Linked DNA regions of Mus musculus: all the other regions are linked to region 5. A link is a contact called in public HiChIP or PLAC-seq and promoter capture Hi-C data. All regions are on one chromosome and are shown on one strand. Each heading gives the region's core, a stretch centred on a gene start, on an enhancer-like site or on the middle of the called end of the contact. The rest is flanking DNA. Distances are from core to core; before and after follow the strand shown.

Region 1 (4,838 bases), core at 412-2,911, 740 kb before region 5:
AGAAGATATGCAGATATCCTCTTTAATGGCAATTTCAGTTATGTTCATTAGAAAGTGTGATGCTCACCCCCGGGGGCCAGGGGCTGTCCATCTCAGTCACTCTACCCTCCCGTGGGCCTGCTTTAAGTCATCTTTCTCTGGGGTGGTGGCTTTCACAGTCATGTGAGTTTGGTACATGGCTGCCTTGAGTTTAGCTACAATATATAGTCGTGGTGTGTGTGTGTGTGTGTGTGTGTGAGAGAGAGAGAGAGAGAGAGAGAGAGAGAGAGAGAGAGAAATAAAATACCCTCTGCAAGGTCCTGTGGAGGTCACCGTCCTTAAGGACTCTGCCACCTGCAATGTGGTTGGACAAGAGTGAGTGTCCCAGGGCTCTTTTTATCGTGCAGTGACAATGTAGGGATTTCTATGGCAGAAGCTCGCGGGGTCATTTTTAAACTCGGGTGCATTGAGCATAATCGGCTAATTTTGGCTTTTAGTACTTCTGTAATTGAAGACAGACAGATTGCTAATTCGGTGTGTTTGAAACTTCCTCAAGATCGTTTGAGCAGCCTTGAGGCCAGGGTTGGTCATACTTTCATTTTAAACATAGTTATTTTCCCTCGGGGAAATGAGCAGGCCCTGCTTGGTGTGTGGTCTGGTGACTTGTTGATTTCAGAGTCCCACAGTATGGACATGAAGCCTGGTGGGGACGGCTGCTGGCTCACGGGTCACCTGACTGCCTTTGCGGAGGGTCCAGCTTTTGTTCTTATTTATAAGAAGGGTGACAAGAGGTCTTTGGTGGTGTGCCTGTGGGACTTAGCTGTTGGATTTCCAGCTTAACTGTCAAATGCAGAGTCTGATTCTCTGAGCTTGCTTTCATCTTGTTCCTAGGAAGAAATATTAGCTACTGCCCCTTTTTATGTTCTTATGTATTTCTATTCTGTATATTTTACCCTGCACAGCTATGCATGACGACAGGTCATTTGAGGCTTCTGAAAGAGAATTTTGTTAGCCAACCTCAGCTTTTTGGTGTTTTGGTTTGGTTTTGGACACCAAGTCACTAGTGACCCAATAAGAGAGACAGTTCAGAAATTAAGACGAGTTGACATTTACCTAAATCTGACTCCGTGGCCTCTGTGGCTCTGGTTTTTGTATTATTTCCTCAGACAAGCTGTAGCATTGGCCCAACATCAGAACTTTTCAGATCCAAGAGCAACACGGTGTGGACTCACTTCCTGTCCGAACTGCACGGACTTACCGACTCTGTGGGCTTTATGATGCAGAAGCAGTGTTCAATAGCTCATAAAGTTTATATCTCACACAAACTTACCTGTGATATTATTAATTACTATTTGGCTGCCTAGAAACTATTTTTCCTGTGGCCCTGTAATACCTCTTGTGGAGTAACATTGAAAAAAAAAATAAGTAAGGACCCTCATAATACAAAATAAATCTGACTTGCCTTTCTTGTCACTTACAGATGGGTTTTTAAAAAGCATCTTGCCTTTCCTATCAACAAAGCCCCCCACCCTCCCCCCCGTTTTTGTCAGTTCTTCTATTTATTTTGAAATACTAAACAATCGACTTCACTTGTCCTCGCGGCTTCTTATGTCTTGGGGGAATGACTCACTGATTTAGGCTCTCAGTCACCAGGGGCCAATGTCAGGATCCACAGAAACTTCCTGTTGTTTCGAATAGCTTCCCCCCAACCCCCTACACCCTCCCTCCTTCGAGGTGACAGAGTCTAGAGAATTCACAGGGCGTGGGGGGTGGGTCGGAGGTGGCGGGCTGGGTTATTTGACTTCTGAAATGAGTTTTAAAGTATCAGATTTAAAAGTGTGTCACTTACCAAACCCAAGATGTAGTGTGTCCCTGAGGTTTCTTGGTAGTGTTCTTGCTCCTGTGCTTCGTGCAATTAGAAAAAGAAAAAAAAAAAAATCACCTTTTGGTTTTTAGATTGTAAAAGCATCACTCCTGCCAGCAGACCTGGAGAGGGCCGTGGTGAACGGGGATTTACTTATTGCGGGACAGGGTAGCCAATAAACTGTCACCCTCTCCTGTGCTTAGGGTGTTCAGGGTATTTGTTAATGTTCAAAAAAAAAAAAAGTGGGATCACAATTCTGAGACACCAAGCGTAGATTACTTCATAGACAAAGAGTGGAAGCTGGAGATCGAGATCGGCGGGGCTGGAAGGGAGGAGGTGGGGGAGGGAGTGTAATGGGGCCAGCTTCAGTTTGAAAAGACAAAAATGTCCTAGAGAAAGGTGCTGCTGTCCATTGCGCAGCAACGTGAATGGAAACAGGACACTGAAGGACACACAGAGATGTGGTTAAAGTGCTCAGAGTGCTGTGACCATTAGCACAGTTTAAACAATGCACACACATCTGTGGAAATTGGGTGTTTGAATCACCGTGTAATAAAATATTAGCTAGATGTGATTTGTAAGAATTTACCAAAACTTCCATTCAGAATGGCTACTCTGACTATACACATGTTGTATACACTGTGGGTCTGGTTAACTAAGATGTGTGGTTTTTTTTCCCCACTTTTTTTTTTTTTTTTTAGAAATAAAGTTTAATTTTTTAATAATAAAAGAAAAAAGCCAGGTGTGGTGGTAAATGCCTTTAATTCCAGAACTCAGGAGGTAAAGACAAATTGATCTCTGTGAGTTCAAAGCCAACCTAGTCTACAAATTTAGTTCTAGGACAGCAAAAAAAAAAAAAAAAAAAAAAAAAAAAATCACTCTCTAGCTCAGAGGGTGGTCAGTGTGGGGTTCTTTGCATCCACTTCACCTGTCCCTAGGTGGGCTGTTTCTTCTTGCTGGGATTAGATCAGCCTAGGATCCCAACCTTTAATCTAGACATTTCTGTACTGTTGTTGTCTGCGGGACAAAACTTGTTGTTTTGGTTGTTTGCTCCAGCCTGAGACACCACAATGCCATCAAGCCAGGAGCCTTTCCTCGCTGATGAAGTTGTATTTGTAGTAACGCTCTCTTGTCTACAGCGAAACTGCGGCTCTTTCAGGAGGACATGAAAAACATGTCTTGTAGACTGGGTGGCTTTATGTGAACTTTGAACTAGGTAGAATCTGACCTGTGACTTAACATTTTTATTTGTATCTTTTTAAAAGTTTTTATTTAGGTTCTGAGGTTTGAGTCCTAAGCCTCTTGCATACTAGGCTAGGAGGCCCTCTACCACTGAGCTATACCCTTCTTAAAGAGTTTCAGAGTCTCACTCAGCAGCCCAGGCTGGCTTTCCACCTATGACCTATCAAAGCCTGCTGACTAGCTGAGCTACAGGCCTGGGCCATCAGCCACCCCTCCTTCTTATGTCTATTATTCTCTTGTGTGTGTGTGTGTGTGTGTGTGTATGTGTGGTATATGTGTGTTGGGTGTTAGGGGTGTGTGTTGGGTGTGTATGTGTGGTATGTATGTATGTGTTAAGCGTGCCATTTTACTAAGAGAAATACATAAATGAGAATTACCAACGTAATCTTTTCTTTTTTACAATGTTGGAGGCTGAGTCGAGGGCTTTGTACTCGCCAGGGAAGCACTGTGTCTCTGAGCTAAATCCCCAGTCCCTCCTCGAGGTGTCTATAAGTGGTCTTTATTAGCTAGAGAGCTAAAACACCATGAAACAAAGTCCACACCCACCTCTGACCTGAGAAAACTATTTCCTATGCCATTTCTAGGACAGCCCTTCAGTCTCCACCCCGGCTTCCACTCCCCTATGAGATAGTACATTCTAGAGCCAGAGCCAGTATTTTTGTAAAGCCCATGTCAGTGGAATAGACACTAATTATATTCAGCTCCACACAAGCTGGTGTCCCTGTGACCAACAATTCACATTGTTCCTGACAGGAAGCACTGTTTGAACCTAAGCGATGTTTTGTGGTAGCACATGGCTGACCACTGCCAGCACTAACAGTCCTGCTTCAAGGTGGTGACAAAATGAAGAAATTGCCTGAGTGGGGACTGCAGATGCCTTCACGTGTGGCATTGCTATCTGGGTGACACAAAACACAACAGGTTTCCCCCACCCACCCACCCACCCACCCACAAATGAGGTAGCATCGCAACCGGCAAGACAGTGCATCTTTAGATTTCTGACATACATCTTGCTGGAAAAGTTGGTTCACCCCCATCCACAGGCAGTTTAAGTATTATTTGGGGACATGTTTGACTTCATGTAGATTGGAGACTAGACATCAAACAGCATCTGAACACAGGGTGTGCAATAGTGTGAACTAGTGGCTACCTTTGTCCTTAGTTGTTGAGAGAAAAGAAGCTTGTATCTTCTAATCTGATGCCAACCCACCCCCACCTCACTCACCCACCCTTACTTTGTTCCTCTTATAAATTCTTTCTATTAGGGACCACACACATAGACTTAAGAATATATAGCTAGAAAGTACGCAGGGACAGAGAATCCTAGTGCGGGGAGAGAAAGACACAGGACATAGCTCACAAGAATTAAAGAGGGTGAGCTCCCCCGGATGCTGTCTGAGCAGGAAAAAGAACGAGAAAGTAGCTCGCCCACTCGTGAAGATTATACCCAGGAGGTATATGAAGAAGTTAGCAGGCTCAAAAGAGGGGTAACCAGACTAATGGGGTGAAACCAAGAGAATAGGTCCTGGAATGTAATATCAGAAATATGCTTCCAAACAGGGGGGGGGGGGGTTGAGTGTCCAGCAGAGTGTGAAATGGGCTTATCAGGAAAAGGAAGAAAATTACAAAGGAGGGAGGGAGGGAGGGAGGGAGGGAGAGAGAGAGAGAGAGAGAGAGAGAGAGAGAGAGAGAGAGAGAGAGAGAGAGAGAGATGGGGGTGATGAGGAATGGGGCAGGCGTGTTCCCCTGACAT
Region 2 (4,530 bases), core at 718-3,217, 770 kb before region 5:
AGCCCCAGGCCTGTCTCAGCAGCCCACTCATCTCAATGGCTTTGACTTTATTAGCAATTTTTCACACTGACCACATCATGATCTCGAGTTCGTCCTGTGTGCTTATTTTCTGTCCTATCCCTTGAGAATACAAGCTTCCTGAGCACAGGGGACCTTCCCTCCCGACCCCACCCCCTGCTGTTTCCCAAGGCTCAGCATCAGAGCCTGGCATCTGGACCACATTTGTTGAGTCTGTGAATGACTGAACTCCACACTTCCTGTCCTTTGCTCTCAGTACGCTGCCATTGTCTTCACTACTGTCCGCATTGTTAAATAACCGTTTGTGGTCGTGCATTTTATTCATAGGCTCTGAATTTTAACAAGAGGTTACCTCTTTAGTGTGCAAGTCGTCTCTTTGAGCCTAGACTTTTGGTTGTGGCCCGTGACTCAAATACTATACTGGTAGGAAAACTTTCAACAGCAAACCACACACATTGTCAGAGGCCAGCTTTGACCTGCTCAGTGGTATAAGAGAACAGAGACACTCACCACAGTTACAGACCCTGGAGTTAGCTTTTCATTTTCATACAGAGGAAGGAACTACCATTGTCTGGATTTTGCAAATGGGCCAAGTATATCGGTCTTTTAATGATAACCAGTTATGGTTTGTATTGAAAAGCCCTCCCCTCATATATTTTGCTGTTCTCGGAAGTCTGGGCAGACTGTGCTAGATAGCCTGCTCAAACAACACGATGTCCTGGAGGAGCTGGACTGGTGTTTGGAGGCTTTAGAGGACAATGTACTTGCAAGCTGTTGCCAAGGCCAAATCCTCCGTCTCCTTAGGACTGAACATTCTCAACCTTCCTAGCCCTGCTACTCCTTTAATAAGCTCCTCATGTTGTGGGGAGCCCCAACTGGAGATTATTTCCATTGCTACTTCATAACTGGAGTTTTGCTACTGTTATGAATTATAATATAAATATCTGTGATTTCCAATGGTCTTGGTTGTCCCCTGGGAAAGGGTCATTTGACCCTCAGAGGGGTCTTGACCTATGAATGGATGAGTTTCTTCCCTTGCCCCTGTACCCCCAAATTCTCTCTCCTCCCTGCCTATACTGTTAGCTTTTCCCTAACCTGTTTAAGAGACTCTCTGGCACACATATCTGCTCTTACGTATGCTGTGTTAAGATTCTCTGATATACTGAAATGTACGTTTCAAAAGTGAAACCTCTGCTTTTTTTTTTTTTTTTTTTTTTTTTTTTTGGACAGTGCTGACTTTTGGGGGCAGGGAGGGGTGGGCAAAGATATCAACAATCACAGCAACCCTACCTGGCCTCACCAGAGGCTGCTCAGTGGTACATGGGTTCCGCTTTCTCTGGAGTACTTCTCATAGTTCAAAAAAGCTTGAAGCTGCGGAAGACAGCCCCGCCCTCTGCATCATTCAAAAGAAAACTCAGACATAGAGGCGGGCTCTTGGTTCTTGCATGGAAACGTTCAGGATTCTTTCAAAGTTAGAGAACCATAACTTTGTTTTTTACTCCTTGGTTCTTTTATTCATGTGATTTAGCCTAGCAAGACTAAGTCACACATGCTAACAGCCAGCTCAGAATAGATATAATGATTTTAGATCAAAACTCTGTGCAGAAAAAAAAAAATCATGGACTGAAATAGGGGATATCAGGGCCAAGCAAACTCAGATGCCTTAAGGAAATAGCAAAAATGGGTTCTTCCCTCTTCTGTGGACGGCCAGCGTGTTACAGCACCCGTGTGCATGTGAGATCTCTGCCTTTTATTTTCAGTTACCCCCAAGTCTCCTAACCAAAGCGTCTCCTCCCTGATGAGGGTGATCACTGGCTACAAGCCTGGGGCTTCCACACCCAAGGTCTGGGAAGCTGCTCTTTCCGGAAGGGTGGTAGAGACCCTGGGAACCAGACCAGGCGGGCTCACAAAGTATGAAGAGAATGTCGGGAGAGGAAGTGGTGGCTCTGAGTCAGCACGAGTCATCTGGTTCCAGTGACAATGAAGACTGAGGTGTCTGCTTTGCAGTTTTTTTTTTTCTTTTCTTGTCTTTTTTTTTTTTTTTCCTAATCATGTGGACATCTCTGAGAATGAGGGGACTGGGTGACTTTGCAGTGTCTGCTTTCTAAGTTTCAAAGTGACTTTCCAGGCAAGCTGCGCATATCTTGGGATCTTCACAGCACAGTGGCTGGGAAGGCAGGCGGACCCGTCTATCAGCTTCTCCCTGGTGAGTACTCTCAGTCAAAGATGTTTTCCGTGCACCTCTGAGCTGTGACAGCTGCTGTGTTCTGGGGTAGACACTGCTTCTCCCAGACTTTGAAGGTTTTGTGAGGTCAGAAAAGTGGCTCCCTCTGCCTCCAGCCCACCTGTTGTGTCTGTTGCGGGACTCTTGGAGGAAGTTTCTGAGCTGTGCCTTGTGGATGGTGGCTGTGTGTTATGCTGTCTCAGAGGAGAGCGTGAGGCTTGCCTGGGAAGGAAGCCACCACGGATTCCTAGCTAGAAGCTAAAGTGAAGGTCAGAGACGGAGGTGGGTGAGTTTGTGTTAACTGGGCACTGAGGTTGAACTAGTTTCCGCTCCTAAGAAGCAGAAGGAAGAGCCAACCCCGGGGGCAGCTTCTGGTCTCTGACTCAGGCAGCCAGGCCTGAGCTGTCCAGCTTCAGGGCAAGAAGTATGGCAGCGAGGCAGAATTTTGTCTTTTCTCTGAACACGCTACATCCCGTGCTTCCCTTTAACGCTCCAGGTGGAAAATGTGTTCAAAAGCAGAAAGAAAAGCCACAGGCTAGGGACCAGGAAGGGCATGGTGGAAGATGGGGGAAGGGAGTGGGCTGAGTTACTGCTATTCTTACAAACATCTTTACTGTCAAATAAACAGTTACAGTAACTGCTGTGCCACTTTTAAAGCAAATCTAAAAAGCGGTCATTTGCTTAAAAAGCTGCATAGCAGGCTGCAGGGAAGACAGGAGCCTGTTCTGAGCAACTCACTGGGGCGTGTGGGGCTTCCCGGGTTAAGAATGAGTCAGCAACCTAACTGAATGAGCCCTGAGAGCAGCTCCATTCACTCTGAGCGTAACAGGAGTTTGCCGGCTCGGGTCTTTGCATGATATCAGCATTGCCTGGCCCTCTGTGAAGAGGATAGTCACACACGTTCAGCTTTCTCCTGGAATGTACCTGAGAGGTCTCTTGGCTGTCTCCTTGTCAGGAATACTGTGTTCGGCTTCTTCAGCATGCCTGGGCTGATGACAATCATTTTGGGTCCTGCCCCTGACCGAGCACAGAGTTTGTTAAACGAACTCTGGGGTGCAGGAAGGACCAGGGTAGTCTAGAGCCGCAGTCGCACCCCACCCTTTGAAATAGTTCACACCCTTATGATTGGGAGAATCGGGTGAGACATGAATTTTGAAGCTGGCTTCCACAAGAGGCAGGCACTAACTTGGCTTAAATAAATCAGAGTGCAAGCTTCAGAGAAAGAAAGCCTCCAAATACCTTTGAGAAGAATTCCTATCCTAGAGCAGTTCTATACACGGAACCCAAGGAGTCGCCAAAGGCTTCACAGGTCAACACAGGGTTTGAATCTTTTCCTGGCTAGTTCTGTGGCTCTGCCTGAAGATTGTTTATCTGTGTTTAGATAACTGTGGGTGGGTCCCAGCTCTCTGGGGCCACACCCTGAAGCCACAAAACTTGGATAGCAAGATTAAGATTGGATTAGAAGGGAGGCCAGTGGGCCCCAGGTCCTGCTGACCCACTTCTGGAGACCTTGGACTTCTAGATCATTGTTCATCTACCCCCGCGCAAGGGGCCCAAGGAGTTAGCACCTGCCAGGAATTCAGGAAAGGGCCTGGATGGAGGCAGGACTCCAGTATCTTACCTCTCCCTGGTCCACTTAGTTTCCAGTCCTCTGAAGGCACATAGTTTGCATGTTTGTAGTTGGCCACAGGACTTTTACAGAAAGTGATTGACAAGCCAGAGGTAGCCAATAGAGAGAGCCCATCATTCCTAGTTGGTTTGGTGCTCTTGGTAAGTAAGCTGTCCAAGTAACCAGAGAAATGCCACGTCATGGGATCAAGAATTGTGGCACAGTATGTCTGTGGGCTGAGCACACTTACATGGGTTCCCATGTCGTCACATATATGCAGGTCACAGCAGTGAGCCTATCGCTGGGTTTTGTGTCTTCAAACCTCATGTGAGGATTGCTGGATTATGGCTTGGTGGTGTTGTGTTTTGTTTTAGGCATTGATTTTGATCCGTCATATAGAGGTCAGGCAGTCATGTGGATTCTGACAGCCAATGGCCTCTTACCATAAGAAATAGCAGGGATGGACTGACGGGTCTCTTAAGTAATTAGAAGAGAGTTATTGAACAAGGCAGGAAAAAGACTAAGGACAAGTGTGAAAACGGGTGCCCGAAACCACAGTTTGTGCATTGAGGGGGTGGCTCCATGGTAAGTAAAGAGCGTGACGTGCAAGCAGCAGGACCTGAGTTCAGACTACCAGGACCCAGGGAAAGATGTACACGGTTACCTTTGTAACCTAGCA
Region 3 (4,643 bases), core at 2,133-4,632, 790 kb before region 5:
GTAACTTTAGATACTTGACTCTCAATCTCTATGAGATCGGTGTTTTGGCTTTCACGTGTAAGGGAGATTGTGTGACATTTATCTTTCTATGCAGCGCAGTGTTAGCAGCATGGCATAGATTCCCTCAGGTGTGAACACACACACACACACATCTGGGTGCTTAGACCTTGACAGTCTCAGGAATCTGAGCAGGGAGTCTCTGATATCACAATTTCTCTGTCTGCCCTAGGCTTGGATCAGAGGCTGACCCTGCTAACTTTATTATTCCCAAGTAAATTGTCCTAAATACCAGCTTCAAACTGTGGTCCTTGGACCAGCAGTGGTGGTACCCCCAGGAGCCTTCTGAAACATCAGAATCCCAGAGCACAGCACAGACTCATCGAATCAGACCATACATTTGGCTGAGATATGGGAAGGTTTGAAGGCCACCAGCATTTGAGAAACTGAGGGTTGTTATCTCAAGCCACCCAAGTAGAAGAGTTTCATTATCGGATGCTTTAGAATGTGATTCTCGACCTGTGGGTCGTGACCCCTGAGAAAGGGGTCACCTAAGACCATTGGGAAACACAGATATTTATAGTTCAGTTACGAAGTAACAACAAAAATAATGTTATGGCTGGGGGTCACCATACACGAAGAACCGCATTAAAGGGTCACAGCATCAGGAAGGTTGAGAACCACTGGTTTAGAGCCAGTTGTCAAACAACCAACAACAATAACAAAAAGCACAGAAAACATCTGATCATGGAAGCTGCATTATGTCACAGTGTGTCCCACAGGATATCCCTCTGCCACACGTCTTCACTTGTAAATGTTCGTTACAACGAGTCATTGCTCTGGTTCGAGATCTTTGGCTTCTGTGACACCATCAATATTGGATCCTCATTGGGACTCCTCCTGGTTATCCTGTTGTTGTCTTGTGTCATGGAGATCTGTATCAGCAGGACTGGCCCTTTCATGTGTTCCAACCATTTGCAGAGTCCTGGATCTGGGCCTGGGTGGTCGGGCACTGAACTGGTCAGTCTGCCATCTCTTTTATCCACACCACTAGGGCAAGGTCTTCAGCACTGCCCAAACTAGGCAGCCTAACACAGCCATCGGCAGGAGGCAGGGTCAGCATTTCTCATCTCATGCCTTCCTACTGGCTCACTTGCACCTATGCCTCCAGGGCCAGCTCTACTCTCAAGGCACAGGGCCCTCTTCTCCAAGTGCTGCAAGAGGCTGGACCAGCTCTCCTGCTCTCACACCCTTGGGGCTGGCTTGCCTGTGCCTTTTCCATCCGGGTCAGATCCAATGTGTTGCCCAGTCAATATATATAGTCAATGGCTACAGCCATTATAGGGGCAAGGGTAGCTCTCCCACTCTCATGTCCTCGGTGCTAACTCAGGTGGTGAGGGGTGACTTGGGGTGGGCATCACCCTTGAACCCACACCACCTCAGGGCAGACAAATGAAGGGCCAGCTCTTCTGTGCTCTCACCCTCTGGCTTATCTCCATCCCCTCCACCATGGCCAGCTCTACCATGTTGCCCAAGGGAGATGCAGGGCCCGCTCTCCCAAGTCCTGCAGCTGGTGAGGGACAGGGCCAGCTCACCCAGTCTCATGACCCCAGGGCCAGGTCTCTGAACTGCGGCAAGTGACGAGGGATTCATTTTGTTTTGTTTTTACATTAGTTTGGCATGGTATCTACAATTGGTAGGTTCATGCCTGGTTGGATGCTTCATCATTCTCTCTACCAAGCTCTTCTCTGGAGAGAATCACAGTCTATGTGTATCTCAGTAGCTTGAAGATTAGGGGAAGCTCCCTGGGTCTGGTCATATGTGTGACTGAGCCCATAGGTCTCTGAAGAATTCTCTGTGGACAAGATGGCCCTGTCCACCCTGCCCATGGGCCAAACAGGGTACCTTGGCAGAATATTTAAAGCTGAGATCCAACCTGTACTCAATTCCAGTATTTACCTGCATTTGCAACCATGACGTTGTGTAAGAGGAGCACTGGCCTTGTCTGCTTGCAGGCCTCAGGTGACTCTAGACTGACAAGGGTCGGCTCTATCTCCTGGATCAGGAGAACAAGAGAGCCGAGAATAAGACAAAAGACACTCAACCCGCCTCTCTTAGTGCTGTGAGTGCAGATGACCCCTGGAGTTGAAGGCAGGCTACTAATCAATTCCCAGCATTCACTAAGACACTCTATTTGGCCCAAGGGCAGACTGGACAGGACCATCTGGGTAGACCTGGCTGCCTGTTCATGATGTTGTTGGCAACTGTTTGGAATTCGTTTTGTAGGTAAGTGGAACAATGTAGTTATCACAGGAGCTGGGGGTCTATCTTTATAAAAGAACTCTGCAGCAGAACCTCTTTGTACAATGAGGAGCCATCTTTCCTAAACAGACAGCTACCCTGATAGAACTGTATATGTATCATTTCTATATGAACAAACACATCACCTGGAGAGACACCCACATCCACACAAGTACACCTTAGCTTAGCAGTGGATTCATGCATGTAGAACAATCCATCAAGGTTGCTCTAGGCTGCCCTTGCAGAAATACTGGTTCCTCTAATCTTAACCTCTCTTGAGGCCTCTGCTTTCCGCAAGGGAGCAAAAGAAGAGATGGATAACCTGGCCTGCTTCTCTGCAGCCTTCCCCACAACACTTCTCATCCCCAACAAGTGGACCCAAGGCCACAGCACGCTATAGGGGGCCTGGGCTGCACAGTTTTTTTTTTAAGATTTATTTACTTATTATATGTAAGGACACTGTAGCTGTCTTCAGACACTCCAGAAGAAGGAGTCAGATCTCATTACAGATGGTTGTGAGCCACCATGTGGTTGCTTGGATTTGAACTCGGGACCTTCGGAAGAGCAGTCGGGTGCTCTTACCCACTGAACCATCTCACTGGGCTGCACAGTTTTGACTGTGATTCCATATCATGAAGATGGCATGCTACATTTTGGGCAACAGGTCCTCCCGCCCCCTCCCGACATCATGTGTTCTTCTGCATGGATTTGAAAGCAAATCTCCGCTGAGATGTCCAAACTTGTGTGTGGAAGTTCAAATGACTGATTGTATCTTCGGCTTAGAGAATGGATGGGGGTGGGGGCTGGGGGAATTTATTCACATTTTGCCAGGTGTAGGAAGGAGAAATGACAGTCCTCAGGGGCTTCCTGTGCTGGGTACAGTGGGGTTGATTTTACTCTTAGAAAACCAAGCCAGAAAGACATTAAGTGCACAGAGGCAGCTTTGTGGCCTGTTATCCAGAGAGACAGGATCAGGCCAAGGATGGCGTGGCCTCCACTAGCCACCTGCTCATCTCTCTGACCAGTTCCGGAATCTGAGGGTTCTAAAGCTTTTACAGATCTGGGCTGAGGCCGGAACCGCCTCTGAGCATTTTGTAATTTCCCTCAATTTCACAACTTCCCTGGTAAGTGTTCCTTCTCCAAACTCAGATATACCAAGTTCTTAGAAAATGAAGAATAGATGACTGAGCCCCTCCCGCCACCTTTGTCCTGAGTTCAACTGCCATGTTCAAAGGCTGGAAGGGTCTGGTGTGGAAGGAAGAACTCAGCCCTGAGTTCCCACAAACTGAGGATCTTTTCTTAGATCCTCCCCTACGTAGTTTCTGAACTTGAACAAGTATTACAGGCCCACCTATACATGGGGCAGAATGTATTGCCAAGATGCTGTGTGGGCTCCAGATCTGGGCCTAGGGTTTTTCTCACTGGTGGCCAGTGATGGCTGCCGAGGAGCTCACTTGAGGTGTTTAGGAACCATCATTAAAAATAAGGCTAGAAAAAAAAAATTTTTTTAATTAAATTAAATTAAAGTTACAACCAGCTCTAAATGTTTTGAGTCTGAAGGCTTGACCCAAGGTCTTGCCATCTCATTTCAAAGCCTTCTCTGGGGCCCTTGAGTTGCTCACTGCTTAAGCATTGTGTCTGACTCTCCTCCGCTGCTGAACTCATCCGGTGACTGACAGCTCTACAAGCCTCATACTAAAACCTCACCTCCTCCTTTAACTGCCAAACCTCTTTTACTGCAGACTTTAGAGTAGAAGCCACTCTGTTCTCTGTGTTGTTTTGTCACATCGGTGCCAAATCTTTGAAAGCTTTAAAGGCCTGGACAGAATTCTGGGATCTGCCTCTGGGTTCACACACACAAATTCTGCCAAGGCCAAGGATCTTGGCAGGAAGGAATCCCTCTCGTCTCTGGGCTTGTTCATGATCGATTATGTATGCCACGGCCTTGCTTGTCACATTTTACATGCCTCTGAGGCCTCAGTGGGTCCTCCATGAACTAACCCTCTTATCCCCACCGCAACACACAATAACTCACAGTTAGAGGGTCCAGATGGGAGGAGCGGGGCGAGCTGGGGACCATGAAGAACACTATTGACAGGACAGAGACTGGTGCCCCACACCAGCTGGTCCCACTTGGAATACTTTTTTCTACTCTGCTGTAGCTACTCACATAAAACGAATGGATTTGCTCTTACCCCCAAGTTCTCTAGGTGGGTTTTAGCTGCAGAGATGGAAATTTACACTCTCCGAGGGAGAGAAACTGTGAGATTGTAAAATGTCATTGCAGTGTTGGGTCCCGAGGTCAACCGTGTTCATTCACTGCAGTCGTGGGAACATTCTCACTT
Region 4 (4,597 bases), core at 1,690-4,189, 960 kb before region 5:
CACTTGCCCCCCATGGGACTGGAAGGTAACCCCATCTCAGCCTCTTTTCAGTATTTGTTCCTTGCTAGTATCTAGTTCGGGAGAAACTCGTGTCAGTCCCCTTCTCTAATGCGGTACTCAGCTGGGTTCATGATTTGTTTGTTGAGAATGCTTTCTGAAAGGAGAACAGACCATATACTTTTTCCTCCGAAAAAAAGATGTTATTAGAGCAGGACTATCGAGTAAATGTGTATATTATTCCATATATGAATGACATCTCTATATATTTAACTTATATGAATTGAACTCAAGGTCTTGGGCATGGTAGCCAAACATTCTACCACTGGGCTATATTTACAGAACTTACTTGATTTTTCTTATAACTTTGTAAGATTTCTTAGTTTTTAAAAGGTTTATGTAATCACAGTCTCTGATCCCTAAAACTTCAAAGCTATTGATTGGATGCTATGTCCAGTATGGAATCAGGCACTAAGTTTGTCTATAAAGCAACCTGATTTATTCATGTCACATTTAAATTGCTACCCTTTAATTGAGAGTGAAAAAATATTTTTGAGAATGAGAAGATGGTTCTGTTAATGTGCAATCACTTTTAGCTTAATGGCATTTTTGTTTAGAAAACCTCAGGAAAAAATGTACTTAGTTATGGCCATGAGGAATTGCTTATATTTTGTGGCCTTTCCCATGGAAACAAATACAAAGGTTAGGCAAATGCATAAGATAGCAGTTATAGGTTTGCTGTTACCTTTTCTGGTTGGATTGTTTGGGAGTTTCTTGACTATGGTAGGGAAAGGGAACCCATGTATTGCCAGGAAGACTCCTTGACTTGTGGGAGAGACGTGAGGGTATAGAGAGACCAAGGAAGCCAGAGTTTGCAAGATGTGTCAGAGAGGAGCGGGCTATGCAGTAAGTACCAGGGGAGTTTCTGGGTTTAGAAGTTAATGGCCAAAAGGTTGCATATAAAGGAATTCCCTGGAGGGAAGCTTACAAGTGTACTAGAAGATAACTTGCCAGTTGTTTACTAGTGCCTATCCCACCGCTTCTTAGAAGAATTCCTAGTAGAATTTAGGAGGGTATGGCCTCAGTCATAGGAAGTAAATTACCTCTGGACTATACCATGTTGTGGTCACATCTTATAAATCTCAAAGGATCAACATAAGTTGTGATCTATGATCGTAACTGCAGGCATGTTTTGTTGAAATCTAACTCTACCCAGATCTAAGCCCAGTAGCTAAAGAACATGGAAGTACCCAGCAATGAAAAGTAGGTGAAATTCAATATGTGGCATACAATAAAAACAGCCCCACCCACTCCCCAGGGCATAGTAGTCCACACCTATAATTTAAGCATTTGGAAATCAAATTCCTTGGAGGGGAAGAAGTTCAAGGCCATCTCTGGCTACAGAGTGAGGTGGGAGCTGGTCTTGGCCCACACAGGACCCTGTCTCAGGAAAAAATAACAACAATAAACAACAGTAACAGCAGCTACTGTCTCCAGGCCCACACGCTGCCATGCTAGTGCAGCCCCTGGCCTAAGCTGCTTAGATTTGTGCTGCCTCACGGTGCTCCTGCATCCCTACTTGTTCACACTTTGCCATTCGTACTTTGCTGCAAACCAAATAGCTGTCTCTCCCTGGCTTCTGGTGGGGCAAGATTCTTATCTACCTTTTACCCCCTCTATTTTCTTTCTTTGCTCCCCACCCTGTTCTTAATCAAATAAGAAAGTAAACACTGCAGAATGAGAAAAAGAAAAAGTAAAACAAAAGCAGCAGCCCACGTGCAGAGAAACAGGAAGGTGTATAACCCGTGCTGCTGGGACTGTGGGGTGGGGAGGAAAGGAGGAGGAAGCTTGAGAGACTCTTTGGCGATGTGCCTGTGGGTCTAGATCTCGGTAGACAATCGCTTGGGTATTGTCTAAAATCCCAGATATCCAGGCCTCACTCCAGTGAGTATTTGTAAACTGTGGGACCAAGAACAAGAGACAGTAGATTAACTCTCAGTCTTTAGTCTGTTGAGGTTGTTTGTTTGTAAAAGATTGAACTCACAGATCAAAAATCAAGTATTAAAATCAGTTTTCAAAATCACTTATAGTAATTGAAGTTAATTGAATTTAATGTACACAGATAAGTTTTCACAGTGGTTAATTTCTAAAGTACAGAATGGATACATTTAAATTCTTTAATTGTTTTAGGAAATTAAAAATTCAAGGTTTGCCACTGGGGTGCTTTTGTGTAGAAGGAAGGCTTTCTGGCTCAGGTGTGGTGTGCAGAGCTTGGGAGGGCTGTGTGGCTGCGGCTGTGTAGTGATGTCACCTTCTGCATCTCTGTCTCTTTAGGGAGCACAAGCTTTGCTGAACTCCTCTACAGGTTCCGACACCTGAAGATGCCCGTCCGGGCTTTGCTAAGACTGGCTCCTGTGCTGCTTGGGAACCCACAGCCGATGGTCATGTGACCACCTCTGCCGAGGGAAACCCACCCTAGAAATGACTGCGGCACAGAATCCTGATGGCAGCAAAGTGAAGGCAGCATTTCTGTTTTGTAACCAATGGAACTCAGTTGCATACGCCTCACTGTGCTTAAAATTCATGTTGAAAATAAGACAGATAACGCTGGTGCTGTCCACGTGTCATATGATGTATAAAACATCAGTTAAAACTCACATTTTGTAAATAAAGATTTTTGGTTTGTTTTCAAAACTATTGATTGCTTTGGACTTCAGAGAATAGATGGACAGGCTGAGTTTTTAAGCCTTATAACTTTAGTGGTTCAGGTTCTGTACTCAGAAGTGCAAGGCTTAAAAAGCCACATTGTGAAAATGGACTTTGTGCTCTCCGGGAGCGTTTGTGTGTTGTCTGTTACGTAACAGTTATCTTCTCTACAATGAGTCTGTGCTTCCCGTGGTGGATGGATGACAGACAGCGTTACTGCCAGCAGTTTTCTACTGAATGAAGAATTGCTCAGCATGGAGTACTGGACTGTGCCCAAGCCCTGACCTTGGTGCAGCTGTGTAGGCTGCAGCTCTTTGGAGGTAATCGAGGTTAAAGGGCACTCTAAGGGGGAGTCTATTTGGTAGAATCGATGTCCTGCTCAGAAGAGGAAAAAGAGATGATTTTCTCTCTGTACCATGTGAGAACTCATAGCACAACTGCTCACAAACTAAGAAGATTCCCTTGTGAGGAACCAGTCAGACAGTCTTGAGCTTTAGCACCTAGAAGTATTAAGCGATAAACTCCTGATGCTTGTCTGTGGTACTTGGTGTTTGCAGCCTGTGCAGGCTGTGCATGACACCTGCTCAAAATACTGAAAATACAGAATTACCGCCACAGAGGAGTGTTAAGAAATACGGAAATCAGTCTATCTGAACTAAAGGTCTGGAAAGTGCTTTTGCATTCTGAGTTTCAGGACAGCTCATGATGCCCCATGTAACAGGAACAACACTCCTTTCACTCCATTTCAACCTGTGCTCACAGCTTTCTCTCAGACCAGTGTGACTGTAAACAAGTAGGAACTGCAGAATGCCTACTCGTTAACTTCCCGCTTGTTTCTGAAAAAGCCAATAGAAATTGCTGCGTTGGGATTTGGTAATGTCCATCTGCCTGCCTGCCTGCCTGCAGCAAGGTAATTTGTGGCTGACCTTGAGGGCAAAATGTGCTTTCCTTCACTTTTAGATTAGGGATTGCAATTAAATGGCAGTTGGTGATGAACATTCAATTTGTATCAATATTGAACCCACTGTCCAAGTTATTTTTCACTCTCAATTGTTAATGGCTGCCATGGGAGGACTTGAAAGAGAGGACTGAATTCAGTGGAAACAGCATTGATGGGCCTTTTTGTCCGCTGGACGGACACCAAGAAGAGATTCTAGTGCTCTTGAGTCAACCATGTTAGGATCTTCAGATAAACTATTTACTAGTCTCCAAACCATGCTGTGGGAACCAGTCTTACCATGCACAGCAGCCAGCCTCCTGGGAACCACGTCAAGGGAAGAGCCCGAGAAACACCTGAAGTGTTCTAGTATCAAAAGTGGCACTTGTGACTACAAGGGAAGGCTGATTGCCCAGGACGTTGCTTCACCTCTGATACATGTGGAATGGAGACACAAGGGGCAGCTGCTTTGAGTGTAGGTACTGTCCAGCAGACAGACAATGGAGCGGTGTGCTCAGATTCTTTCCCCAAAGGGTACTGACGTCTGTCCTTCTCTCTCTTGGTCTAACGTGGGAGTGAAGGAAAACTGAGCTCAGATGCCAAACTTCATCTACACTACTCCATCATAGTTCTCAACATTCTGGACTCTACCCTATCTGCTACACCCAACCCTGCTCTGGTCTGCTGCTGCCTGCATGGATTCTGAGTCCAAGAGAATCAGAAACAACTCAATGTGAACTGGAAGGTCTTAGCGTTGGCAGAGCTTCTGAACATGTTGAAAGCAGCCAAGCACCTTTGCAATCACATGGGCTTTTGTGTGTTTTCTTGATGTTTCTCCCATTGACTTAGTCATCACTATTGGTCACATTATATAGAGCATCTTGTTTAAGCTTTTGTCTTTTTAGCTAAAAACACTTCTTTGGTAAACTTTTAATACTGCAATCTTTTTCCTTTAGA
Region 5 (4,316 bases), core at 1,775-4,274:
GCTACTCCCCAGGGGAACAGGGACTTTACTCAAACGCCCTCCACCCTCCATGCAGATTCTGACTCATCCAGACAATGCCAACCCCCGCCTTAGGGAGCCTTCGCTTCCTCAGTGGTGGAGGACCATGTCTTTCTGGTACTAGAAAACATGGGCATAGAAGAAGCAAGGCAAAGAAAAAAAAATTGGGTGGAGCCCTTTGTCCTTGGAGGCAGCTGAGCACACAGCACCCCCTGAGTCCATCAAAAGATAGCCTTCTGAGAACCAGTCATAACGTCTACTCTGCAGCATCCCCAGAAGCAGTAAGAGAAGGGCCTTCTGGATCCAAGATGCCTAGTTACCCACCATATAGCCTGGGCCCGTTATCACACACTGTGAGTCTGGGTGGTAGGGTAATGGTATATAAGACAGCTCTGGATATTAAGAAATATCATCCAAGCTGAGTGTCTGCTGTCATGCTGGATGATAATGCCTGCCAGCTCTCCTCATCTCCAAGGCCAAGGATGCTGGGACAGCCCTTAAGCCATCCACCCAGCAGGGGCCTTCAACCTTCACACCATGCAGTGAAACCTGTAGCTGTGGGCAACTGATGATAAATAAAGTCCCTTGGGTTAAGGGCTCACCCAAGGTAGCTCTCTAATTTCAGACCTGCAAAAAGCTTCTCTATCCGTGTGAGCACGATGCCCCACCCCATCTTCTCCCCCCCGCCCCCCCCCCCCGCCACCAACTTCCTTGAGCTCCTAAGATGGAAATTGAAAGGTCCAAAGCCCCACTAGTGGGTGGGGTGCCTCAAGGAACAAGTGCCCAGGGCCATGTCTGAGATGACCACTAAGACTGAATTTGGGAGACTGGGGGTGGTCTTTTGGGAGCATTGATCACAAGTTCCTAAAGCTTTACAGGACAGCATCAGTCTGGTTGAATGCTGAACACTACTCTGCAGACTCAGAAGGGCCTTTCCCTTCTGAGCCATCAGTAAACTGGTAGTTACCTTACTTGAAACCCCGAAACCAAATTGTACCTGCTATTGTTTGTTGGCAGTTCCTACTCCACAAATACTTTTCTGACCATGTCTCTCTCCCTAAACCCGTTCTCTCCTGCCCTTTGCATGAGAGAGAGAGAGAGAGAGAGAGAGAGGAAGTGACTTTTTCCTGACTCAGTTCCTACCTTGGAGAAAGATATCATAGGCTACCATACAGTTTAACAAAAGGCCCAGACCCACCTTAGACCCTAGGCACTCGTGTGCTTCTAGGAAGACTTGAGGGCACTGTAGTGGATTATTGACTAGAGCTCCTCATCGTCTATATCTTTTTTGTTGTTGTTGTTTTTTATTTATTTTTGTTTGTTTGTTTTTTTGGCTTTTAAGACAGGGTTTCTCTGTGTATCCTTGGCTGTCCTGGAACTCACTTTGTAGACCAGGATGGCCTCGAACTCAGAAATCCGCCTGCCTCTGCCTCCCAAGTGCTGGGATTAAAGGCGTGTGCCACCACGCCCGGCTTGTCTATATCTTTCTAGAACCCTAACTATGACCCTAGATTTTTATAAATATGAGCCATCTGGATCATTAGCAAGTGGCCCAGTGTAGCCTGGGGATGCTCAGCTGAAAGTGAAACCAGACCCGTCTACACAGCCAGGGCGCTCTATATCCAGATGGAGTCATTCTCATGCTTCCTTTGTTGCTAGGCGCAGACAAAGCTGAGTCCCCCTGGTCCTTACTCTCAATCCTTGGCTAACACTTGGGGCAGTCTCACTGAGGAAGAAGATGACAGATAGATTTGGGTAAACTATGGTCAGGAAGGTGAGCATCGAGCAAAGGGTTCCAGGTGAGATGGGAGGGTCACCAAGACAGGGATGGGGAGGCAGATTTCCTTGACGTTGGCCAAGATGACCAGCTAATCCTCCCTCTGGACTTAGAGCCTCCCCCACTTTATCCTGTGGGAATTGGAACTGCCAAGCCTTCCTGAGTGCACCAGTACTTTCCCCTTAAGTCATTAGCCCAAATGTTAAGGCCTTAGCCACAAAGGTTTGAAATAAGCAAAACCAGGGACACTCAAAGCCAGGCAAAGACATTGTAGAGTCAACAGCACCTTTGTGGGCTTTTATAGTTAGTATGCACGCCCTTAGAAATTGCTAACCAACTTCAACTGGATTTGCTAGTTGGTCATCTTATATCCGGCTGGTGGTGGCTTTCTGTGGCCAGTTTGCTTGGGTTTGCCTCCACTAAATATCTCCTTAGAAGGAAGAGACACTCTCAGGATCCAGCAGGGCTACCAAGTTGTAAGCTGCCCAGGGTGAGGGAATAGGGGAAGGGGCCCTGAGGATCTCACAGCTCATCTTATCTAGAGGCCTTGACCTGGGGAGCTGGATATTTGGCGGAGGCACTCACAGGTATCCAAAGCTGACAGCGTGGAGAGGCTCACAATAGAACAGAGCATCTTCCCACTTCAAACCTCTGGTCCTTTCTCATAAGCGGTTGCTCTCATCAGCAAATTCATGGGCATGGAGTCTTGCTTTTGAAAAATATGCCCAGAAATGTACTTCTTGTAGGGAATGGAATAAGGCTGTGCAGAGGGAAAGTGGGAGGGACCCTATACACACAAGACCCTGAACAGTAGTGGCAACTGGGGTAGGTGGAGGTCAAGTTCAGAATCTGAGCTGGAGGTTGAGAAAGGCCATTTCCCTTTCAGCTAGAACAGAGTTTAGCCTTACCGTATGTAATTTAAAAAGAAAAAAAAAAAGGATTGGTGTGATTTAAATGGCAGTTACTGGAGTGTGATACTTGTTTAAAAATAAAGGCAAAAATAAAACGTAAAGTTGTGGTACAAGAAGAGTAAATCCCCAGAAACGACTCAGCAGTCCATAGAGTCAAAGGACACGGGATGGGGGAGAACTGCCCCATCTCCAGAACTGAGGGAATCTCCCCTGGCAATATCTGCCCCAGGAATGCAACTTGTCCCATCACCACCGCCGCCGCCAGACAGCCTCTCAGATTCGTTCTCCTTAGAGTCACTTCCTTCCCTCCTGCTGGCATATAGTTTCCCTGACGAGCCTTGCTGTTGCCCCTAGAACCCCCAGCCTGCCGGTGAGATCGAAATGTGCCCTCCGGGAGCTTGGATGTGAAGGCTGCACATTAACACACCCAGCGGAAGACTGGAGACACGACTAGAGTTAAAGGGAATGGATGTCAAAGTGGGGAAGTCTCCGATAGGTTATTGATGAATAGTGATCACCTGCGTGGCGCGCAACACAGGGAAGTGCAGCGCGCGAGCCGCTCCATCCACTGCCCTCAGGCAGGTGGCAACTAGGGTTAGGTCAGGAGCGTACAGATTCCCAACCCAGTCCTGCAGATCTTCAGAGAGCACTCCGTCGGGTTTCAGGGCGGCGCCAGAGGCGATTCAGCCTTGTCCTCTAGGGCAGTAGACCCGGGCGGGGCGGGTGGCCGGAGCTCCGCCCTCCTCTGACCCTGGCTTTTCAGCTTTTAACCCGCGCGGGAGGGCGCCGCGGCCACTGGGCTCTCCGGAGGGAGCGAGTGGTCAGTGCGGAGCCGGAGGCGAGCGTGTCCAGTCCCAAGGCCGACGCCAGCTCGCAGGCATGGCTCCGGCAGCGGCTTCGGGTGGCAGCACCCTGCCCAGTGGCTTCTCGGTCTTCACCACCTTCCCTGACTTGCTCTTCGTTTGTGAGTTTGTGAGTGATAACGCGCCCTGCTCTGGGAAAGGGACCGGGTGGGTTGAGTTGCTGGGGGTGGGGTGGAGGGGTTGGGGGGGGGGGGAGCTCTGCAGCTCTGTCCCCAGTCACAGGAGGGAACTAAAATCGGGAAAGTTTTCCCCATCTCTCCGTGGTCTGCTCCTTTCTAAATTAGCGGACCGATTTCCCAGGCAGGTGCAGAAAAACCTCTTCCTAGAGTTTAGCTCCTATCCGAGCGCAGCTTCCTTACAAGGTACCACTGAGAGTCCTCCTGAGTAAACAAACCCAGCTAAAGAACCCTTCCATGCTGGCGACAGAGATTTGGAGATCAAGAGTAGCCAGCCTTTTTCAGGCCCTTTGAAGTTTCTGGGAAGGAAATGCCTCTGTGCCAATTTTGAAAAACAGTGGCTGTGCTTTGCTGGGCCGCGGTCCCCAAGCCCTGTGTGAGGGGAGGGAGGAGTCAGGGAAGACAGGTGAATTTTGTCGCCTGCCTTGGCTGACCTTGGGCTGACTCTGCGCCTGGGCTGGGTTCTATTAGCCTTACACTGTAGAACCGACCCACTAGCTTCGAGAAACTTTCCTATTGTGAGCTCCAGCCAGGCTTCAGAGCTACTTCAGTTTCTAGTCCCCAGGGTCCT
Region 6 (4,520 bases), core at 1,772-4,271, 890 kb before region 5:
TTAAACTGATGTTCCATACAGAAAAGCTATTAATCTTAACCTGCATCACTAGCTAGGAAATTATATTTTCTCTTCAGTCACTTATAAACCTCTAAAGGCAATGTATAGAAAGTAACCAAGAACAATGTAAAAATCGAGCTATAACTTTACCACCCAGAACAGTTCCCTTTGACAGTTTACATTCCTGTCCAGTTCTCTGTACATGTTCACATACAGGTACTTTTATTGTTCTGTGTATTTGAGTTTGTATTATAGACTCCCACTTAACACCGTGGAAGCTGTCCTATGTTTCCACATCATTAAATAATCTTGGAGGTGCCATCTTGAGACTGTGAAGTATATCCCATCCTCTGGACGCCCCGTAATTACTTAACCATTCCCATACAGTAAGGGAGATGCACCGTTGCCAGCTTTTAACAGCTATATATAAAGCTTCATTGAGCCCTCTTTGGAAGACGGGGCCAAGTTTCTGACTTATTCCTTCCAGCGGTTTTCCAGAGAGGGCCACTGCCAGGTGGAAGAACGTAAACTCCTTTCAGGCTCCTCACTCTCGCTGCCAAATTCTGCTGCAGAGTGTTTCCCCCAAAGGCAGAAGGCAGCCTCAGCTCAGGACTTGTGGAAGTAAGGAGAGTCCCCTCCCCGTTCACATCCCTCGACGTGAGGAAAGAGGTCAGGACTGGACTTGTTCTTCAAGGCCAGAAAAGGAAGAATGCAGTGAATGAATGTTCCAGGAGTTACCCTGAGGAAGTGATAATAATATGATACCCGGGAAGGAGCTCTTTCTAGAACCTTCCACACTCCTTGGTTTCTTAACATTTTTATTTAAATCTTTATTATTTTCACCATCAGAGCATCCAGTTTACAGAGATGCAATGCATTAGGTAAAAGTCATATAAGTCACTCAAGTGTGGTCAGTGGTGGTCAGGGGATGTGCAGAGCCCCTCGACATTAGCCACAGTCACTTCTGGCTTCTCTCTGTACAGTGTCTACAGCTAGCAGGTCCTTGGGTACACCCGGGCCCAGGCTGGACGTTCCCTCTGAGAAATGTCAAAATTGTCACTTTGCACCTAATTCTCAGTACACAGACTCTGAGGAAGGCTGTCCCCAGGGTGTCCGGACAAGGATTGTTGGCTACTTCAATGATTTTTCTCTTTTCTGCAGGTTCAGACTCCCCCACCCTTTGCTAACTGCTGAGTTCAGAGTTGTGGGGGATGGTTTTGAGTGCTGCAGAATGCTGTGAGTCTCAAATGTAAAGCTTACTTATTTTTTTAAATCCATAAAGAGAGTTATTGGCATAAAACACTTTAATGAAGACATGATGGTTTCAGGTGGGATACACCAGGCCAGTGTTCGTGGTACCTGAATGAACTGATCAAGGAAGTTTTGGGTCCCCAATATGACCCTATGATGGCCTTTCTTCTGAGATGCCTGTGGCCCAGGACCACCCTGAGGTGGAGGGTAAAACACTAGACTCTCCAAACCCTGGCAGCACCAGTCTCTTCAAGAAAGAGACGTAATTTGTTCTGCAGCAGGCTAGTAGCAGGCAGGATAGAGAAAAGGGCTGTAGGGTCTGATGCCCTGGGGTCTGTTATATATAATTCCTCATCTACAAAAAACGGGCCAAGAGGGGCTGGAGAGATGACTCAGTGGCTAAGAGCACTGGCTGTTCTTCCAGACGGCCTGGGTTCTGTTCCCAGCACCCATATGACAACTCACAACCATCAGTAACTCCAGTCGCAGAGTTTCTTACACCCTCTTCTGGCCTCTGAAGACACTGCATGCATGTGGTACACAGACATGCATACAGTTAAAACACCCCTACATATAAAAATAAATAAACATTTTACAAAAATGAGCTGGGAGAACCAGCCACACCTAAGGTGGCGTGGTCATGTTTTGAGAGACCATTAGCCAGAAGGGAGACTCTCTGTGTAGGTGACCTCCTTAAAGATACTGTTCTCAACCAGTAAGGTTCCTTGATGCACAGTCCCTGATCATGGTGCAGGCTGCTCTTCTCCGTGGAGCTGCCTAGGCAATCCCTTCATAACCCTGCCCGCGCATCTTCTCTGCATCGCTAACTCCTTACTGCTTTAGCAGTGAGGTGCTTATTGCACCCAGCAGTTGGTGTGCAGGGAGCAGAGACCGTCTGTTGGCAGCCTGACACTTGTAGGCAGCTGAACCGAGGAGCCTAGCAGCTCAGGTGATGGAGGGGAGGCTTTCTGTGCTTGTTTCCTGCCCTTCCCCCTGCTGTGAGGAGACTGACCGTATCCCTAGTTCCTTATAGGCCATCTATATTGGGCAGTGTTGAGGAAAAGGAAGTTTTCTGTGTTCAGAGAACCATGCAATACAATTTTTGGAAGCTGCACTTGGCTTGAGGTCTGGCTCCAGTTTTGTCAGGTGTGATCCCCAAAGGCCTGAGCTAGGTGTTACAGAACACGACAACTCACTGTGGCACTGTTTCTAACGTGAAGGTGGTGTTTGTCCGGCTCCTGTATCCTCTTAGACAGATGGCCTTGTCACAGTTGCCCATCCCACAGAGAAAGGGTCTTGACTGGCACCCAGTATGAACCCTCTCCCATCAGGAGGCTGCTAATTCCAAGCCTGAGCACAGAACCCTGCTAGCTAGAACACTTTGGTGCCCTGCACACACACACAGCATGTAGGCTGTTCAGGCCTCTCAGGATGCATCTCTACACAGCGCTCCCTAGTGGACAGAGGAGGCCCAGTTCTTCACATCTGCTCAGTGATATCTCAAAAGAAATCTCTCACCCAGTCTCTAAGGTGTGGCACTTGGCTGCTGGGAAAAGACACAGTTTATCTGGCAACTAAAATTGTTTTGCAAGAGGTTCCCACAATTATGGTCTGAGGGAGGGTCCCTGCCAGCTTTTCTTAGTCACTTGGGCTTAGTGGGGGGAGGTGGTTTTTCTTTATTTTGTTCTGAAGGCAAAAGCCATCTGGGGGCAGGGTAATTACCCTGAGCCAGGGAGACAAAGGGACTGCAGTTCTCAGCTCAGCTGCAGGTGGCTGAGAGCTCTGGTTGGAATGTCACAAAGTACCCAGGTTGAAGGGTGAGTCAGAAATCCTTAGGTCACTTGTGGTTTTCTTTCATGGTTTTGCTGTGACTAGTCACTTGTTTTTACTTAGCAAGAACAACAGATGTTTGGGTGTCTGAAAGAGCACTGCCTGCCCCCTGTAGTCCCGGGGCTGCCCCAGTCTGGTAGAGAGGAGATACACTGAACATGAGACCCAGCAAGTCACTTACAGTGCCAATGTGAATCGTAGATAAGCAGTGGGCATCCCTGGGCACCGATAACGAGCCAGGCTTCTGTGGTGCTCAAGTTAGCTTGGAGTGGAGGTATCAGATCATTTATTTGAGTTACTCACCTTACTGAGCCAGTCCTCTGGACCCTCTCAGCCCCATGGAAGCAAATCCCTGCCTCGGAAGTGTGTGTGTGTGCTCAAATCTTGGCTCTGCTTCTGTATAGAAGCCAACATCTCTCACCTCAAATTCTGTTGCTCCTTAGATATAGAGTATATGTTTAAGCTCTGCATTGGGATTCTTTCCACCTTGTTGGGCCTCCAGACACTGGACAGCTGTTATTACCAGATGCAGACACTCTTGTGACTAACAATAACAGACTGACTAGAACCACTGTCTTCTGAGGTGCAGGGGCCTCCGGCCTCCTTTGCTGCTCAGGCCTGAAGTGGGATTTTTCAGGGTTTCCTTAAAACAAAAGGTGAGGCTTCTCTGCACTCTACAGAAGGGAAAGGGAAAGGACACACCAGCTTGGGCCCTTCGCTGCAGGTCTCCGAGTGGTTGCCGTTTGCTAGTGAAACAGAGCAGAAGCAAAACTGGGGATTAAAGCTGGCTCTTTCACCACCGTTCTCACCTGTGGGCCTAGTTTACCTGTGGGCCTGGGGCTTTAGTCTGTAGTCGGACCATAGATGGGTTAGAATACCACAAGCGAGTGTTATGGTTTAAGGATGGTGTGTTTGAGCACTTGTGCCCAGCTGGTGGAGCTGTTTTGAAGGATTACAAAACTTTTAGTGGATAGAGCCTTGCTAGAGGAAGTGGGTCGTTAGAGAAACGGTCTTAAGTTTTTATAGCCAGGCCTCACCTCAGATCTGTCATCTGGTTCCTTCATGCACAGTGCGGCAAGATGCCTTACTCTCCCGCTGCCGGGCCTTCCTTGCCAAGATGGACTATCCTGACTCTTAGACTGTAAGCCAAGAGAAACCCTCCTACTTTCAAGTTGCTTCTTGTCCTGCATTAGGTCATAGCAATAAGAAAAGTAACTAAAGCTGGGAGTGGTGGCCCATGCCTTTCATCCCAAAACTCACGAGGCAGAGGCAGGCAGATCTCTAAGTTTGAGACCAGCCTGTTCTGGTCTACAGAGCAAGTTCCAAGGACAGCCAGGGCTACATAGAGAAATCCTGTCTTGAAAAAAAAAACACATAAAAGCAAAACGAAAAAGTAACTAATACAGTGACTGCTTACAGCATAACCTACTCTGGACCCT

The links. Promoter capture Hi-C pulls out the DNA fragments that hold promoters and counts their contacts. HiChIP or PLAC-seq counts read pairs in DNA pulled down with a chosen protein or histone mark.
Region 1: a contact with region 5 is called in a FOXA1 HiChIP or PLAC-seq map of pancreatic cancer cells. The contact joins the enhancer-like site here to the promoter of Mal in region 5. A contact is called at or near these places in 5 of 39 promoter capture datasets (embryonic stem cells, hippocampal neurons, liver and 1 more) and 3 of 115 datasets of contacts at active chromatin or transcription factors (bone marrow-derived macrophages, large pre-B cells and pancreatic cancer cells).
Region 2: a contact with region 5 is called in a promoter capture Hi-C map of the C10 cell line, with 2.9 times the contacts expected there. The contact joins the promoter of Morrbid here to the promoter of Mal in region 5. A contact is called at or near these places in 5 of 39 promoter capture datasets (the C10 cell line, frontonasal cranial neural crest, hippocampal neurons and 1 more) and 1 of 115 datasets of contacts at active chromatin or transcription factors (pancreatic cancer cells).
Region 3: a promoter capture Hi-C map of hematopoietic stem and progenitor cells shows a contact between it and region 5, with 4 times the contacts expected there. The contact joins the enhancer-like site here to the promoter of Mal in region 5. A contact is called at or near these places in 7 of 39 promoter capture datasets (the C10 cell line, the HPC-7 cell line, frontonasal cranial neural crest and 4 more).
Region 4: a contact with region 5 is called in a promoter capture Hi-C map of liver, with 2.9 times the contacts expected there. The contact joins the enhancer-like site here to the promoter of Mal in region 5. A contact is called at or near these places in 7 of 39 promoter capture datasets (the 3T3-L1 cell line, cranial neural crest, frontonasal cranial neural crest and 4 more) and 1 of 484 Hi-C or Micro-C datasets (bone marrow-derived macrophages).
Region 6: a contact with region 5 is called in a promoter capture Hi-C map of frontonasal cranial neural crest, with 4 times the contacts expected there. The contact joins the enhancer-like site here to the promoter of Mal in region 5. A contact is called at or near these places in 8 of 39 promoter capture datasets (the C10 cell line, HPC-7-derived erythroid cells, cranial neural crest and 5 more), 1 of 115 datasets of contacts at active chromatin or transcription factors (pancreatic cancer cells) and 1 of 9 other capture datasets (liver).

Annotation. Positions count from the first base shown.
Region 1 is chr2:128,389,389-128,394,226 of GRCm38.p6, reverse strand. The region is part of intron 1 of Morrbid (myeloid RNA regulator of BCL2L11 induced cell death); the gene reads left to right. Among named protein-coding and RNA genes, the nearest start is that of Gm14010, 31 kb to the left of the region's middle. Within about 2 kb of position 1,661, at least 57 of the 459 cell types and tissues checked have an H3K27ac peak or open chromatin away from gene starts, as enhancers often do. A contact at or near this core is called in bone marrow-derived macrophages and pancreatic cancer cells, where this site is marked.
Region 2 is chr2:128,426,788-128,431,317 of GRCm38.p6, reverse strand. Morrbid (myeloid RNA regulator of BCL2L11 induced cell death) reads left to right here and starts at 1,967. Exons shown (of 3, transcript NR_028589.1): 1 at 1,967-2,224. Gm36154 (a long non-coding RNA gene) reads left to right here. Exons shown (of 3, transcript XR_374969.3): 3 at 1-521.
Region 3 is chr2:128,444,355-128,448,997 of GRCm38.p6, reverse strand. All of the region lies in intron 1 of Gm36154 (a long non-coding RNA gene), which reads left to right. All of the region lies in intron 3 of Gm29010 (a long non-coding RNA gene), which reads right to left. Among named protein-coding and RNA genes, the nearest start is that of Gm29010, 13 kb to the right of the region's middle. Within about 2 kb of position 3,382, at least 53 of the 459 cell types and tissues checked have an H3K27ac peak or open chromatin away from gene starts, as enhancers often do. A contact at or near this core is called in hematopoietic stem and progenitor cells, where this site is marked.
Region 4 is chr2:128,610,798-128,615,394 of GRCm38.p6, reverse strand. It overlaps Anapc1 (anaphase promoting complex subunit 1), which reads left to right. Exons shown (of 48, transcript NM_008569.2): 47 at 1-25; 48 at 2,332-4,597. The coding sequence ends at 2,447. Among named protein-coding and RNA genes, the nearest start is that of Gm39929, 7.7 kb to the right of the region's middle. Within about 2 kb of position 2,939, at least 14 of the 459 cell types and tissues checked have an H3K27ac peak or open chromatin away from gene starts, as enhancers often do. A contact at or near this core is called in liver, where this site is marked.
Region 5 is chr2:127,655,403-127,659,718 of GRCm38.p6, reverse strand. It overlaps Mal (myelin and lymphocyte protein, T cell differentiation protein), which reads left to right and starts at 3,024. Exons shown (of 4, transcript NM_010762.5): 1 at 3,024-3,678. The coding sequence starts at 3,586.
Region 6 is chr2:128,543,237-128,547,756 of GRCm38.p6, reverse strand. All of the region lies in intron 1 of Gm39928 (a long non-coding RNA gene), which reads left to right. Among named protein-coding and RNA genes, the nearest start is that of Gm39928, 4.2 kb to the left of the region's middle. Within about 2 kb of position 3,021, at least 140 of the 459 cell types and tissues checked have an H3K27ac peak or open chromatin away from gene starts, as enhancers often do. A contact at or near this core is called in pancreatic cancer cells, where this site is marked.